Linked DNA regions of Sus scrofa: region 1 is linked to region 2. The links are chromatin contacts, called in public Hi-C maps. All regions are on one chromosome and are shown on one strand. Each heading gives the region's core, a stretch centred on a gene start, on an enhancer-like site or on the middle of the called end of the contact. The rest is flanking DNA. Distances are from core to core; before and after follow the strand shown.

Region 1 (3,809 bases), core at 425-2,924, 140 kb before region 2:
ACCGCAGCCGCGAGCCCAGGCACGTGCTGGGAGGAGCCCTGTGGCGCCACTAGCAGATTGGCCCCGCTGGCTCCTCAGCAGCTCGTGGGGGCGGGGCTGCGGCTAGGCCTCATTTTATTATTCGGACCCTGGGCCACCCCAGCTGGGGACGAATGAGTCGGCAATGATGAGCGAGTCTGGCTGCTGAGGCCGCCCCCGCGAGCCTCTCCGCAAAGGCTCAGTCCCCTTCGCTATCCCTGCTCTACCGGGAGCCAGCAGTTTCCATGGGAACTGCAGCCGGGTCTGCGCGCCCAGGAGTAGACCCTTTCCCAACACTGGCACAGTTTCCAGGAGGGACAAGGGGTGAAGGAACAAGCCATCGCTCGGGGTCCCCACGGTCGGGAGCCAGGTAGCCCTGGCAAACCCAAGAGGGGCCAAACTGGAACCTGCAGCGCCACCACCCAGATTGCGCGGGCCGTTATGATTGGCCTTCCTTTTCCATCGGCGTAGCCGGGCTCTCTGCCGCGCGCGTTCCCATTGGCTCAATCTCGAAGGCATCTTTCCTCAATTGGTCCTCTTGAAGGCCATCTCTGATTGGTCAAATTAAGCTCTCCACGCTAGGTTTGAGGGTACTCTCGGACAGTGTGGAGCCTAAAAGGGCGTGCAGGGACGAGGATCTGGTTTAGACTGCGACTCTCCTGTTAGAAGACCCGGGCTACCCTTCCAGCCGCGCTGGGGCAGGGCCGTCGGATCGCTGTCTGTGGTGCTGAAGCCTCACTCGAAGGCGCCCCTAGTGCTCTACTGAGAACAACTCCTCGCGCCTTATGGCCGCACCGACAAAAACGTGCGATTGTGCCTGCGCTCCAAAGGAGATTGCGCCACCCTCTATCGCCTGAGATAAAGGCCAGATCCCCCTCTATCAGAGAGGTAACACAACTCTACAGGCGGACCAATCACAGGCCCCAGAAGCCAGGATATTTTCATGGAAGAACCATCCACTCGAAGTTTTGGGGGACCGAGGAGGACCTATGGTTTCCCGGGTCGGTAGGGGACCAGCGGGGTTTGCCTGGAACCCCAAACTTCATCCCCTTTGGAGCCGTGCTGCGTCCCGCTGCACTGTAGGGTGCCTATTACCCGCCCCCTCTTTTGAACCCTAGAGACACCTAGACCTCTCAAAATCCACAGGATCCCAATTCCTTATGCGAGCAGACTAGGTCCTAGCCCACTCACCCTCCTCCCTTGCTCTTGAGACTACACCTGTTGCCCTCCAAATCTGGGGACACGGGCTTCTGCCCATTGAAGTATTGAAGGATGAAATTCCTCATCCCTCTCCAGTCCTCTCCCGGGAACAGTACCTCCTGAAGGTAGTACAATAAGGCCCTCACCCTCTTTGCTCCTCCAGTTCCGGGTGCTGGGCAGAGGGGAACCCTTCCTGTCTTCTGGGCAGAAAGTCAGCCCAAGAAGGGGCTCTAACGCTGGAAGCAGGATACATGAGAGCAAAAGGCCCCAAACCTGGCAACCCGAGCCCCCAGGATGCGCTTTCTGCGAGTGCGGATTCCTGGTCAGCGCGCGCTCGCTTCCACCTGCCGCGCCGTCGGGCGCCGCGAGGAGGCGGGGCTCCGTTGCCACAGCCAATAAGAGACGCCGGCGCTAGCAGCTGCTGCTATAAAGGGCTGGGGGCGGCGGCGGCGCGGCCCAGAGCGCGGAGCGCGCAGCGCGGGCAGGAGGGAGGGAGGGAGGGCGGGCGAGGGGAGAGGACTGAACACCGGGGACTGGACAGGCCGGGCGGAGGGGCGGCGGCGAAAGGCAGAGCGCCGCGATCTCTGTCGGGAAGCGCAAGCTCCCCGGGCCCCGCGGGGCCGCGCAGGGGGCGTTCTCAATCCCGCGTCCGCTCCCTCTTTCCATCCCCTGCTGTCCGCAGGCCACCCCGGGGCCCGGTTATCCGCGCGCGCGTACCCGGGCTCGGGCCCGTCTCCGACCCTCGAGGGAGCCGCTGCCCTCACCGAGACCTCTGCAGCGGCCGCACCAGAGGCCGCCCGGGCAGGACCCCGGCGTGAGAATCGAGCGCCCCCCAAGGAGTGCACGACCCCCGGAGCCGCCCTCAACACGGACCGCGCCCGCCGGGCACACAAGAATGGTCACTGTAGGTATTCTCCTGTCGCTGAGAGGGAACCTGGTCGGAAAGTGCTTAGGCACAGGCTCCGAGGAGATGGAGATGGGGGGGTAGGACCAGGCCTAGCTAGGCCCGGGTGGGGGGGGGTAGGACCGAGCCTCGGGGCCTGAGAGTGGGCAGGACCGCGCCCAAAGTGCTGTGGGCGCTCAGAGTCTGGCGTGAGAGGCCTTAGGGAACCGAGTTGCGATTCGGGGGCCATCCTACGGCTCCCTGGGGACAGGTTGCCCCCCCTTCATCAGGCCTGATGGGGGAGGGGCCGCCGCGGCGGAGGAGGCATCCTCCATCCAGGCCCGGACCCAGCAGGCCTCCCAGGCAAACGCAGGGCCCCAGTCACTGGTGCTGGACCAGGATAAGGCGGCAAGTAGTCCCCAAGAGCCCCAGGGAAGGGGTGGCGTCGGATCGCGCGCCCTGGGCCTCGACCGCGCCCGGAAGCCGGGCGTCTTGTCCTCGAGCCCGTCGACCTTGCGGCAAGCGGGGAGGGGAGAGGAGGGGGCGCGCCCGGAGGCCCCGCGGGCCCGCCGCCACTGCCGCCGCGTCCCTTTGTTTCTCGGCGCTTCTTCGCGGGCCGTAGCCTCGCGCGGGCGCCTCAGGCTGCGGGGAGGGGGAGGGGAAAGGAGAGCCCGCGGGAGGGGGGGGGGGTGCTCCGCGGCTCCTGAGCCCCCGCCCCCCAGGGGATGGGGTAAGGGACTCAGGCAGGCCCCCTAGGCCATGTCTAGGCGACCCACCCCGCCAGAGCTCTGGGCCGCGGGGTGACCTTGAGAGCGCCCGCCCGCCTGCCGGCGCCACTCGTCCAGCGCCCGGTGCTTTCAGCAGCCACTGAGCTGGTCAGCTCCCGAGTGCGCAGCCACGCCCGACCACGCCCTTCCTAACCACGCCCCTGCCCCGCCCATCTAGGCCACACCCCGGGGGCCCCGAGGGCCCGGCCTCACCCGAGCCCTCGGATTTCCACTCCGCAGCCCAGGCGTATCACGGGGGCGGGGTTGGCCAAGCCTAGCCCCACCCCGGCTCCACCCCTGCCCCCACCGCGCGACTCCGCTCCCCGCGCCGCCGAGCGTCCTTTGTCTGGTCCCGGCGCCCGGGCCTCCTTCTTCCGCTCTTTCTGTTTCTCGGGTCTCTCTGTGTGTGTCTCTGTACACTGTGTCTCTTTCTGGACCTCTTTTTCGAGTAGTAGCGAGCATAGTGAGTGGAGGGATGCTTAGCACTCCCTTCGTGCCTGGGCCTCTCCCCTGCTGGATCCTGGGACCCGCCCACCTGGCTCTGAGAAAGGAGGCCTAAGAGAGGCCTGCTTTTTCTGCTGTGTGATTTCAGGCCTGCTTCTTCTTCCTGTGTGCCTCTCGCTGCTCACTCAAGTCCAGAAACGTGCATGAGGCCTCCTGCGGACTCTCAGTACCCCTACAACAGTCCAGCATCCATTGCTCTGATCTGTGCCCTCATTTGAAAAAGAGAAGCTAATGCACAAAAGGGAGAGGGTGTGGTCAGAGGTCACACAAGGGCCTTGAAGCTCTCAGAGTCCTGGTCACCTCTGATGAAGTGTGATCTGGCAGAGACCCACGATGGGGACAGACTGGGAAGAAGTGAAGGAATGAGTTGAGACAGTGAGGGCCCTATATGGAGGGAGAAGGGCCCAGAAGTAGGAGGCTCAATTAGCACCACGTGG
Region 2 (3,733 bases), core at 95-2,594:
GAGTTCCCGTTGTGGCCCAGTGGGTTAAGAACCTGACTAGTATCCATGAGGATGCTGGTTCTATTCCTGGACTCAATAAGTGGGTTAAGGAAAATAAACAAAAAAGAAAGCAACTACTTCTTTAACAGTGAATATTTCAGATTACTTTTTTTGAGGTGGGGGGCTGCATCTGCTGCAAGTGGAAGTTCCCGGGCCAGGGGTCAAACCCAAGCTGCAGCTGCAGCCTGTGCTACAACCTCAGCAATGCCAGGTCCTTAACCCAATGAGCCACCAGGGAACTCCTTGGGTTACTTTTACAGTAAGAAAAAAATGGTTTGAAAAAATGTAAAGGACAGAGAGTTCCTGTGGTGGCTCAGTAGGTTAAGGATAGGACTAGTATCCATGAGGATGCAGGTTCAATCCCTGGCCTTGCTCAGTGGGTTAAGGATCTGGCATTGCCGTGAGCTGTGGCGTCAGTCACAGACACAGCTCGGATCTGGCATTGCCATGGCTGTGGTGTAGGCTGGCAGCTGCCAGGCAGGCTCCGTTCTCTCCACCTCCTGCCCAGAACCCCTCATCCCATGATCCCTCATCCCGCCAGGGCTCTTCTCCCTGTGGGCTCTGCAATCCCCACCCCCCTAGCCTGAGGACCTCCATATGCTGCAGGTATGGCCCTGAAAAAATGCAAAACAAAATTTAAAAAAGTAAAGAACCAGAGTTCCCGTCTTGGCGCAGCGCAAATGAATCTGAGTAGGAACTATGAGGTTTTGGGTTTGATCCCTGGCCTCCCTCAGTGAGTTAAGGTTCTGGCATTGCCGTGAGCTGTTGTGTAAGTCACAGATGTGGCTCAGATCCTGCGTTGCTGTGGCTATGGCGTAGGCCGTCAGCTGTAGCTCTGATTTGACCCCTAGCCTGGGAACCTCCATATGCAGCAGATGAGGCCCTAAAAAGCAAAGGGAAAAAAAAAAAAGGTAAAGGACCCAGAGAAGGCAGAGAAATAAAGGACTCCTCTGCCTGATTTCAGCAGCTCTGGGTCGTTGGAGGCGACGCCTGGTCCCAGAGCGTCCTGCTCCTCGTCAGTCTGCCCTACATCCCTCCTGGTTCCCTAGGGACCACAGATCTGGATGCCAGTGAATTAGATCAACTTATTTCTGTCTTTGAAGGAGCCAGCTGTGGAGGAAGGGCTGCAAAGCCCCCAGGGACCGGATTGTGACATACTTACAGCCATGATGCCATTGAAGAAAGATAACAGTTTCTTCAAGGAATAATACGTAGTGTGTACTTCAGCCATGTCGGCCAGACTGGTGTGCTCTGACCATTTAAGTCAGCATCTTCCTAAACCTCTGGGCTATGTTTTCCAAGATGGTAGAGGTTTGGGGGCACCAAAGCTGACCTGCTCTGCCCCCTCTCTTTCCTGATTGCCTCTTTCTCTGCATGGAAGGGGGTCTAGCAGCTGCCTCTCTTCAGTCATCAGCCTTTATCACATCACAATCAGATGCCAGAGCAAGGATCCTAGTGCTAGGGAAGTAGGTGCCCCAAACTGCACCCTGCTGGTTCCTCATTCTCCAAATGGGTCACACCAAGGATGGAGAAGAGACATGGTGTGCCACCCTGGTACCCCTTTGATGCTACCCAGGCCCTGTGGGCATAGTGCTCAGCACTGACCAACTATGTAGCTAATGCCCCCACTAGACTGGAACCTCCTAGTGGACAGGGGCCTGGGTTCTCCTACCCATGGCTATGTTCCCAAAGCCTGATACACAGTGGTGCTCAAGAAACCTCTGTGGAATGAACAAAGAGGTTCCACAAAGCAGGAATCTAGCTGCAAGCCTTCAGGTTCCCCAAGTCCCTCCCTACACCTTAGCTCACTGAGTTCATCCTCTTCACAGAGCTCAGAGAGGCCAAGGTAACTGCCCACAGCCACACAGGCAGCAGAGCCAAGGCTGGGCTTTGGAGTTCCCAGAGTGATACAAAGGTAAGAACTCAGACCCCTGTGTACCTGAGAGCCTGTACTTTCTCCATCCAAGGTCTGCTCATCCACAGCTAGTGAAGATACTGTCCTTGAGCCCATGTGTCATTGATCACTAGGCCTTTCTTGATAACACAGACACAGAGGGCATCTCACAGCAAAAAAATGTACTTGTAGGCTCTGATGGCTCCCAGGCCCAGTTCCTTGCAGCCACTAGCCCCTACTGTCTCTCTCTCTCCACCCCATCTAGGTCCAAGCCTGTGCTCCTCCGTGCAGCTTGTCTGTGGCCAGGTCCTGGAGGGCTCAGGGTTTTCATGATCTTCGGTAACTCCCAAGGCCCAACTAAAGAAAGAAAATACTTTCCACTTGAATTAACTGAATGAATGTTTGTCAAATTGCCTGCTCCTTGGAACATGTAAAACTAAGCAAGATGTTTCTGAAGGCGTCACTGTCTCCTCCCTGGACCATGGGTCACATCAATGCTAGGAGTGCGTCCTTCCACATCTTTTTCTAAAAGGTCATTTGAAATAAGGAGCCTCAGAACTAGGATCTGAGGGCCCAAAAATAGGAGTACAAAGGTGGGGAGAAAACAGAGGCAAAGAGCAGGACAGAAGGACGGCAAAAGAGGGAGGGAAAATGAAGGACAGATATAGGGCAGGGAAGGTGGGGGGGCAGAGTGGTGTGGACGTAGGGTCCTGCTCCAAAGGTAAGCAGCCCTGGCCGAAACTGGGAAATGAGTACCTAACGCTGGACGTGGCTGGAGCCCCAGAGACAGCCCCGCCCCCGAGGCAGCCCCGTCCCCGAGGCAGCCCCGCCCCGAGGCAGCCCCGCCCCGAGGCAGCCCCGCCCCCGCCCCGCCCCGACTTCCCAGCAAGACGGAGGCCCACGTCCCGGCCTCGCGCACCCCCTGGTGGCCATCAGAGAAAATACTGCCCTTCCTACTCGCCGAGTCTGACTCTCCTAGCCAGATACATCTATTTTTTTTACTTTTTTATTATTTGCTTTTTAGGGCCGCACCCACGGCACATGGAAGTTCCCAGGATAGCGGTCAAATCGGAGCTACGGCTGCGGGCCTGTGGCACAGCCACAGCAAAGGTGGATCCTAGTCGAATCTGCTACTTAGGCCACAGCTCACAGCAACGCTGGATTTCCCAACCCACTGAGCCAGGCCAGGGATGGAACTCTCATCCTCATGGAAATCGATTCGTTTCTGCTGCGCCACAACGGGAACTCCCAGATACACCAAAATGTGCCTCTGTCCCCCAGGGCCGCCACTCAGCACTCCGGCGTGAGGAAATGGAGAGGCAAGACCCACCCCTAAGTCCCCCCAACACACACACACACACACACACACTGAATTGATGCAAAGAGACAGAATAGCGCAGGCATCCTGCGAACTGAAAATTCAAGACATTTGGGAGGGAAAGAAAACAAAAAGCAAAAAACAAACAAACAAACAAAAAAACACTGAAGAAAGCCGGTGAAATTTATCAGAGGTCAAAGGGTCTAGAAAACAGTGATAAACCCCTCTTGAGGTGGCGCTATAGAGCAATTAGGAGGACACTGAAACACCACTGCAGAATAACAGAGGATTGGAATTACTGTTGTGGCTCAGCAGAAACTAACCCAACTAGTATCCATGAGGATGGGGTTTCTATCCCTGGCCTTGCTGGGTGGGTTAAGGATCCGGCATTGCCCTGAGCTGTGGTGTAAGCCAGCAGCTGCAGTTCCAGTTCGACCCCTGGCCTGGGAACTTCCATAGGCTATGGGTACAGCCCTGAAAAA

The links. Hi-C and Micro-C count contacts between places; a contact is called where the count stands out from the background.
Region 1: a Hi-C map of fetal liver shows a contact between it and region 2, with 2.6 times the contacts expected there. The contact joins the promoter of ELAVL3 here to the promoter of TSPAN16 in region 2. A contact is called at or near these places in 1 of 5 promoter capture datasets (liver) and 12 of 47 Hi-C or Micro-C datasets (blood, brain, embryonic fibroblasts and 6 more).

What each region holds. Positions count from the first base shown.
Region 1 is chr2:70,132,213-70,136,021 of Sscrofa11.1, reverse strand. It overlaps ELAVL3 (ELAV-like protein 3), which reads left to right and starts at 1,674. Exons shown (of 7, transcript XM_021083879.1): 1 at 1,674-2,122. The coding sequence starts at 2,114.
Region 2 is chr2:69,996,790-70,000,522 of Sscrofa11.1, reverse strand. It overlaps TSPAN16 (tetraspanin-16), which reads right to left and starts at 1,344. Exons shown (of 6, transcript XM_021083874.1): 1 at 1,202-1,344. The coding sequence starts at 1,270.